Regions from separate parts of the Mus musculus genome. Here region 2 is linked to region 1. The links are chromatin contacts, called in public promoter capture Hi-C maps. All regions are on one chromosome and are shown on one strand. The core of a region is the stretch at or near the end of the contact, and the rest is flanking DNA. Distances in the headings are between cores, read along the strand shown.

Region 1 (3,582 bases), core at 206-2,705:
AGACAGCCCCTCACTCGATTGTACTCCAGGCGGAAAAAGGAGAGTGGCGCAAGGCCAGTCTAGAGTACAGGAGACCTCATACAAATTCACTTAGACTGAAAGCCTTTTGCTTGATCCATTTCTTAGGCATGTCAAAGTAGGATTTTAAAGCTAATTTCGTTTTACTTATTGAGAGAAACACTACACGTTTTTATAAACATAGCAGGCTACGTTAATACACAATTACCAAATCTGATAACGGACATCCTGTAAATCGTGTTCACCCATTAACTAATACTGAAGGGGTTAAAAAGGCTAAAGATGTGCCTCTTCTATCTTTCCAAAATTTCACCACCTCAGAAGTGCGCTCAGGATGTATAGGTAAAAAAACGTCTAAGATCCGGTTTCATTTTCACTCTCTAACAAAAGCTATGCAGAAGGCAATTACTCTCCATCAATCCTTTCAGGCTGCAGCTTCTTCCAGAAAATTCCAAGGAAAGTTAGTGAGGCATTCGCATTTCGATACGGATACCATCTTTCTCGCTAGTCACACTAAAATCCTTTACAACACTTGAACGAATCTTGTATTGCTTTTGGATGTACACGATAAATAAACAAGCCTTTAAACCAGAAGTAAGACTGCACGCGCGCGCGCACACACACACACACACACAGAGAGAAAAATCCTTACAAAACCCGAAACCCAATTCATAGACCATCGAAACCAAATCAATATAAAAACAATTGCGTAAACAAACTTTGAGATGCGCAGGCAACGTCGTGGATGACTGAAGCCATTTCTCAACCCGACACCCCCCGCCTCCCGGAAAGGCCCAGAACGCACCATCCGTGCAGGAAGCCGCCAGGGACCGCGACCCCCGGCGCTGCGCAGTATCCGCACCGCACATCTATCGGGCGCATTCGGGGAGGCAAACCCAAGGTCACGCAGGCCCGCGCCCCGAGCCCCCCAGGCAGGGCGTCACCGGGATGACCCGTCGCGGGGGTCCCGCCACGCCCCTCCCCCGCCCGGTTACGCAATGCCCCCGCCCCCGCCCCCCGCCCGGCACGGAACAAAGCGCGCGGGAAGCGGCCGCGGGGCTGGGGCAGGGACCCCGCGAGCGCCATGTTGGCGGGGGCGGCGGGGACCGGGCGGGGGCGACGAACAAAGGAACTCGCGCACGCCCCGGCCCCAGCCCGCCGCGCCCCGGCCCCACCGAGCCCGGCCGGCAGGGGGCGCTGAGGGGCGCCGCCCGCGGACAATGCGCCCGGGGCCCCGCGGGCTATGCTCACCTGGGTCCGCGCGCCGTGAGAGGCCCACTCGCTTCCCCCCTCACGGCCCTGCAGCCAGCCCCACGCGCGTCTCACCTGTCGGCCACCGAGGCTGCCCACGGGGCCGCCGTGGTTCGCTCGTGCTCCCCGCCGGCCCAGCCCGAGCCAGACGGCGCCTCCCCACCCCCGCTCCTCGCCGCGGCCGCCGCCCGCCCCCCGGCCGCCACGGCGCACGCGCACTGCGCCCGCCGAACTGCGACGGCCGCGCCGCCCCGGCGCCCGGCGCCGCCGGACGCACTGCGCAGGCGCGGGTGGGAGGCGGGCCCTGGCGGCGGGGGCGGGGCCTGGCGCTGCTCACCTGGAGGGTGGGGCGCGCACCCGGAGCGGCGAGGTACACGCTGGGGAGCCGCGGGCCTGGCGTAGAGCCGGCCTCTCTTACAAGCGGAGCAGGGTCGGGAAGACGAACGGAGAGTAGCGGGCGTTGGTATTTACTCTTGCACGGGAGGACGGCTTCCAGGAGCTATCCTGACTCTTTGTCCTGGGACCTTACGTCTGCTGTCTCGGGTAGCTGCCTGGCTAGCTGCGGAGATGCAGGAGGCTAGGTCACATGACCGTGCGCCGCGCAGGTGCACTTTCCTGCGGAGCAGCAGCTTTGGACTGCAGGACGCGAGCCCTTTAAAAATATGGATAGGCTCCCCCATGCTCCCTTGAAGACACACCGCCTTGCTGTACGCCGCACTGCGCAGTGGCTGAGGAACTAGGCTCAGCTTGCAAAGCTCAGGGCCTCCTGCGAACACCTGCTGAGGGTGGCTGCTGCAAACACCTAGCCTTGGCCTAGCTGCAGCCGCTGCTCTAGAAGTCACCCCGGGCTCCTCGCGAGGCTGCAAGCCAAGACTTCCCACGATCGCACGAGAATCCGTGCGACTCTGGTTCCAGTTAAGATCGCCTATTGAGGATCTGTTTGGCTGTGGGCAAGGAAAGAGAGAAAAAGAAAACGTCCGGGATGGTTTGGTTTGAGGGGAAGTGAAATACGGGACCTGAAGCTTCGTCTGGGTCTCCTTCCCTCCTTTAACCCAGTGTCTGGATCCAGGCGGTCACCGACCTGGTTCCTCGAGTGCTGTAGCACTGCCGCATTGTAATAAGCCTCCTGCCAGAGTGTTGCCAGGTCGAATTACAAGACGTTATTGGAAAGCCCTTTGCGCACTCCAAACCTGCAGCACGGCTCTTAGTTCGCTGTGCTCTTTGGGATTCCATTGGCACTTTTTTTTTTTTTTTCAAAATAAGATTGATATGTGCCTGCTCAAATTAAAATGCTTGTCTCAGATGACATTCTTGGCAGGAGCAACGTAGTCACAGACCGAAGAGAGGGCTAATTTCAGTAGAGATGCAGCCAGCCTGGAGATCACTGAGAGAAGATTAGCTTTTGTTGTGTTTAATGTTTGATCGTGGAGGCTGACAGGAACAAGGAAGGGTGTGATAGGGAAGGAGGCTGGAGTGACAGTATGGAACACTTCCGTTTCCTTGGTGACACGCCTGGTTTTTTTTGGTTTGTTTTTTTTTTTCTGTTCTCTAGAGGAACAGAACTTACAAAATGAATATATACATATGGAAAGAGTATGTATTAGAATACCTCACAGGCTTTGATCAAGTTAGTCCAGCAATGGCTGTCTACCCACAGAAGGTCCAGGAATTCAGTAGTTGTTCAGTACTGAAAGCTGAATGTCTCATCTGGTCTTCAGCATACGCTGGAATCTCAAGCAGGCTATAATGTGAGTGAAGGAATGGACTTGCTAGTGAGACAGCAAAGAGCAAAAACTTCCTTATTCCGTGTCCTTTAAATAAGCTGCCAACAAGTGTGCCCCAGATTAAAGGTATGTCTTCCTACCTCAGAAGATCCACATTAACCGTGTCTCTTCCCACCTCAAAAGGTCTGGATTAAAGGTATATTTTTTTTACCTCAAAGATCCATATCAAATGGTTTAATTAAGCAGAAATCCATCACTGGTGGGCCCATCCATTTTGGAGTTTTGATTCCTGATGTCAAGTTGACAAAAATGGCCTTCACATCTGCCTAGCACTTACTGACATTTTGGGACCTGGTAACTTGGGGAAAAGAGTATTGGGTTGTTTTGCTTGAACCAGGGCCTCACTATCTAGCTGGGTAAGCCCACGCAGGCCTGTAATTTAAGGTCTTCCTGTGTAAGCCTCCCCAATACCTGGCCTCGTGCATGGTAGGGCATTTGGTGTCATCCTTGGCTTCTACCTATCTGAGGCCACTTGCAGACCCAACTGACCAATCAACCCTTCAAGCCTTGCTTTCTCCCACTTCTTCAC
Region 2 (3,358 bases), core at 164-2,663, 520 kb before region 1:
TGTGTGTGTGTGTGTGTGTGTGTGTGTGGTGTGGTGTGGTGTGTGTGTGTTATTTTAGGATAAGTATAAAGTCTTTAGTTTCCTGGGTAAACAGAAAGGGAATTGTTTTTTTGTTTTGGTTTTTTTTTTTGTTTTTTTGTTTTTGTTTTTTTTTTTTTTTGTGGGTGTTTTTGCTTTATTGTGTTTGAGATGCAGTCTCATTCTAACCCAACCTAGCTCGTAACTGTTAGTGTGGCCCAGGTTGGTCTTGAACTCATGATCCTCCTGCCTTAGTGGCCAAAGTGCTGGGCTTGCAGGCACTGACCTCCACTCCCCACTAAGAAAAATCTACCTGTCTGATGTCTTAACAACTGGATCCTGTAAATTATGCATGTGTGTATGCATTATGTTCTTAAAGCAATAAGAACCAAAGAAGAATATTAAGACACCAATAAAAAGTAGCCATTCATCTCGTGACTCACAAACCAACACACGGAGAGACACTGCCAACATAGGCACAGCAGGAGACTGCAGCCCTCAGCATCCCACAGGCACACTGAGTTTGGCAACCGCCCATGCATACGGATGCCTTTGTGGGAGGCCCGGGGAGCTCAGCAGAGAGGCTTCAATACCTCATTAGAGGAAGGGGGTGAGGGTTGGGAGGAACAAGCCTGTCAAGGAGAGTAGATGAGGCAGGTTCACTGTCTCATAGGCCGGTCCCCATCTGCAGAACTCAGTGACAAGAGCATCCTCCTGCGGTGACTTCTCTAAGGAGGGAAAACAAGAACACAACGAATGCCTGGTTTCCTGGTCACGTGGGAGCCCAACAGGCGTGGTTCTGTTTTGGTCTACTCAAACCCTTTGCCTCTTCCTGAGTAAATAGCCTGGGGCTAGGCAGGAAAGGGGGTGGGGTGGGGGAGAAGGGGCGGGGTTCATAATGACAGGGTCTCGAATCCAACAAAGAATGATTGGTCATCCAGATACCTTGGAAGCTCTGAGAGGTCAGTCACATCCCTCCACCACTGCAGTTGCTCCTGCTAGAAGTCTAGATGGGTCTCGGGGAATTCTGTATACATCCCAATAGCTAGTGGTCTCCCATAAACTAACGCTGATAGTCAACTTGGTGGCATATAGGGTCACATAGATTACCTCCTGGGCGTGCTTATGAGGGACTTTGTTAAGTTAGCCTCTGGGTGTGTCTTATCTAGATTGGGCTAGTTGAGGTAAGAAGACCCACCCCAAGTGAGTGTGACATCATCTCGTGGGCTAGGATTCTAGACTTAAAAAAGAGAGAGTGAGGAGGGCACTGGCGTTCATCTGTTTCCTGACTGTGGCTGCCCTGCGACCAGCTGTCTTGCACCCCCTCTAGGATCTCCACAGTATGATGGACCAGCCGGTGAGCAGAATAAACTCCTCCTTCCATTGCTTTTGTTAGTCATTGCATCACGGAAGTGAGCGAAGAGTTGTCCAACACAGTGTGCATAAGCCTTTGTTTGTTGCCCCAAGCACATGCAGGCGACCAGCTGGACTTTGCCGAGCTGGGAGCAGGCTACTAACCTTGAACACTCAGGGCACCGTCCCAGGGAAAGGGAACAACTCAGAGCTTGGCTTAGCTTTACGAGATTCAGATGAGGTTTATATTTCCAAGGCATTTCCCAACTGTGAGCCAAAGGGATAAAGTCACAGAAAAGACCAGAGGGACTCCCAGAATCCCTAGCTCGGGTGAGTAGTGGATGCCTGTCTCTTTCAAAGCCATTCAGTAATGACTGGACACGCCTGCTTTTCCAGATGTGTCGGTAGCAACACAAGGCTTCAAGAACACGGAAAATCAGAAATGTCAGTGAGCTGTAAGGGAACACACAGAGGTCATTGTGAGACCACTCTCCATGGATGGAATGAGAAGTTCTGCAGAGGTGGAAACCTAAAAACAAAAAAGAAAACCAAAAATCCTAGAAGTTTTGGAACTGAGGAATGCATGGAGTAAGCTTAGAAGCATGATAGAGGTACAACAGCAGGCTTGACTAAGCAGGAAAACGATTCTGTAATCTTGAAAAGGGCCACTTGAAGTTTTCCCTTTAGTCAGAGAAAAGAAAATTCAGAATAAAAACAAGTGAAGGGAGCTTATAGATTTCTGAGACTTCCCAGTGTGGGCCGGCATGGACATTCTGGGAGTTCCACAAGGAAAAGAGAAAGATCGATCAGAAGAAAACTTGCTTGAAGAAATAATAGCTTCCAAATGATAAATCCCCAACTATTGAGAAAGATGTGGACACCAAAGCTCGTGAATTCAAAGCTTTTAAAATAAGATTACACTAAGATATATAGTGGTCAATTTATTAAAAGTCAGACAGAATTTAGAAATTACCAAGAGAAAAGATTCCTGCCACCTGCATCAGGACCCTCACAAGGCTATCAGCAGATTTCTCTGCAGAAGTCCTATAAGGGGAAGAGTGGAATACTGTGAAATCAATGACACACACATACACACACACACACACACACACACACACACACATCAGCTCTGAGGACATAGAAGCTGGATGGGGAAGACTTTCCTGCAAGCAGAAGCAGGAATGGCTATACTTATGCAAAGTAGGCTTTAAGTAAAAATCTGCCATAAGGCACAGTGGTCATTTGACCATGGCCAATGTGTGGAGCAAACAAGAATACAGGCAGATGCACTCACCGTAACAGTACAGAAGTGTATAAAGCAAGTATATCAGCAGAATTGAAGGAGCGTACAGACAGCAATGGCTCACAGTAGTAGTCTTTAACATCTCACTTTCAAAATAGATACATCATTGAGGAAAAAAAAAAAAAAAAAAAAAGCCGGGCGTGGTGGCGCACACCTTTAATCCCAGCACTTGGGAGGCAGAGGCAGGCGGATTTCTGAGTTCGAGGCCAGCCTGGTCTACAGAGTGAGTTCCAGGACAGCCAGGGCTACACAGAGAAACCCTGTCTCGAAAAACAAAACAAAACAAAACAAAACAAAACAAAACAAAACAAAACTCAACAAGAACTTGAATAACACTGTAACACTCAGACCCACAGACCTGACACACAGAGATTTCGCCCAACAGCAGCAGGATGTGTATGCTTCTCAGATGCAAACCATAGGACAGATCATACGCCAAAAAATTGATTTTGGTAGCAAGTTTAAGAAGATTGAATGCTGGTAACCCGTAGTCCCAACACATGGGAGGGTGATGCAGGAGGGTTGCTAGAAGTTTAAGGTCAGCCTGGGCTACACGGTGCATTCTAGGTCATCCTGGGCTACAGAGTGAGACACTGTTTCAACAAAAATAAGAACAGAAGAGAAGCTTGAGTACTTATCATATATCTTTTCTGGTCAAAATAGAAACGAGATCACCAACAAGAG

The links. Promoter capture Hi-C pulls out the DNA fragments that hold promoters and counts their contacts.
Region 2: a contact with region 1 is called in a promoter capture Hi-C map of embryonic stem cells, with 3 times the contacts expected there. The contact joins the enhancer-like site here to the promoter of Spin1 in region 1. A contact is called at or near these places in 17 of 39 promoter capture datasets (the 3T3-L1 cell line, 3T3-L1-derived adipocytes, the C10 cell line and 10 more), 1 of 15 datasets of contacts at CTCF or cohesin (the G1E-ER4 cell line), 14 of 484 Hi-C or Micro-C datasets (adipose-derived mesenchymal stem cells, cerebral cortex, cortical neurons and 5 more), 10 of 115 datasets of contacts at active chromatin or transcription factors (acute myeloid leukemia, astrocytes, cardiomyocytes and 4 more) and 2 of 9 other capture datasets (embryonic stem cells and macrophages).

Annotation. Positions count from the first base shown.
Region 1 is chr13:51,098,753-51,102,334 of GRCm38.p6, reverse strand. Spin1 (spindlin 1) reads right to left here and starts at 1,455. Exons shown (of 6, transcript NM_146043.4): 1 at 1,345-1,455. It overlaps 9430083A17Rik (RIKEN cDNA 9430083A17 gene), which reads left to right and starts at 1,608. Exons shown (of 1, transcript NR_029463.1): 1 at 1,608-3,582.
Region 2 is chr13:51,614,061-51,617,418 of GRCm38.p6, reverse strand. No RefSeq gene overlaps it. Among named protein-coding and RNA genes, the nearest start is that of Gm52049, 23 kb to the left of the region's middle. Within about 2 kb of position 1,413, at least 60 of the 459 cell types and tissues checked have an H3K27ac peak or open chromatin away from gene starts, as enhancers often do. A contact at or near this core is called in astrocytes, cerebral cortex, cortical neurons and 4 more, where this site is marked.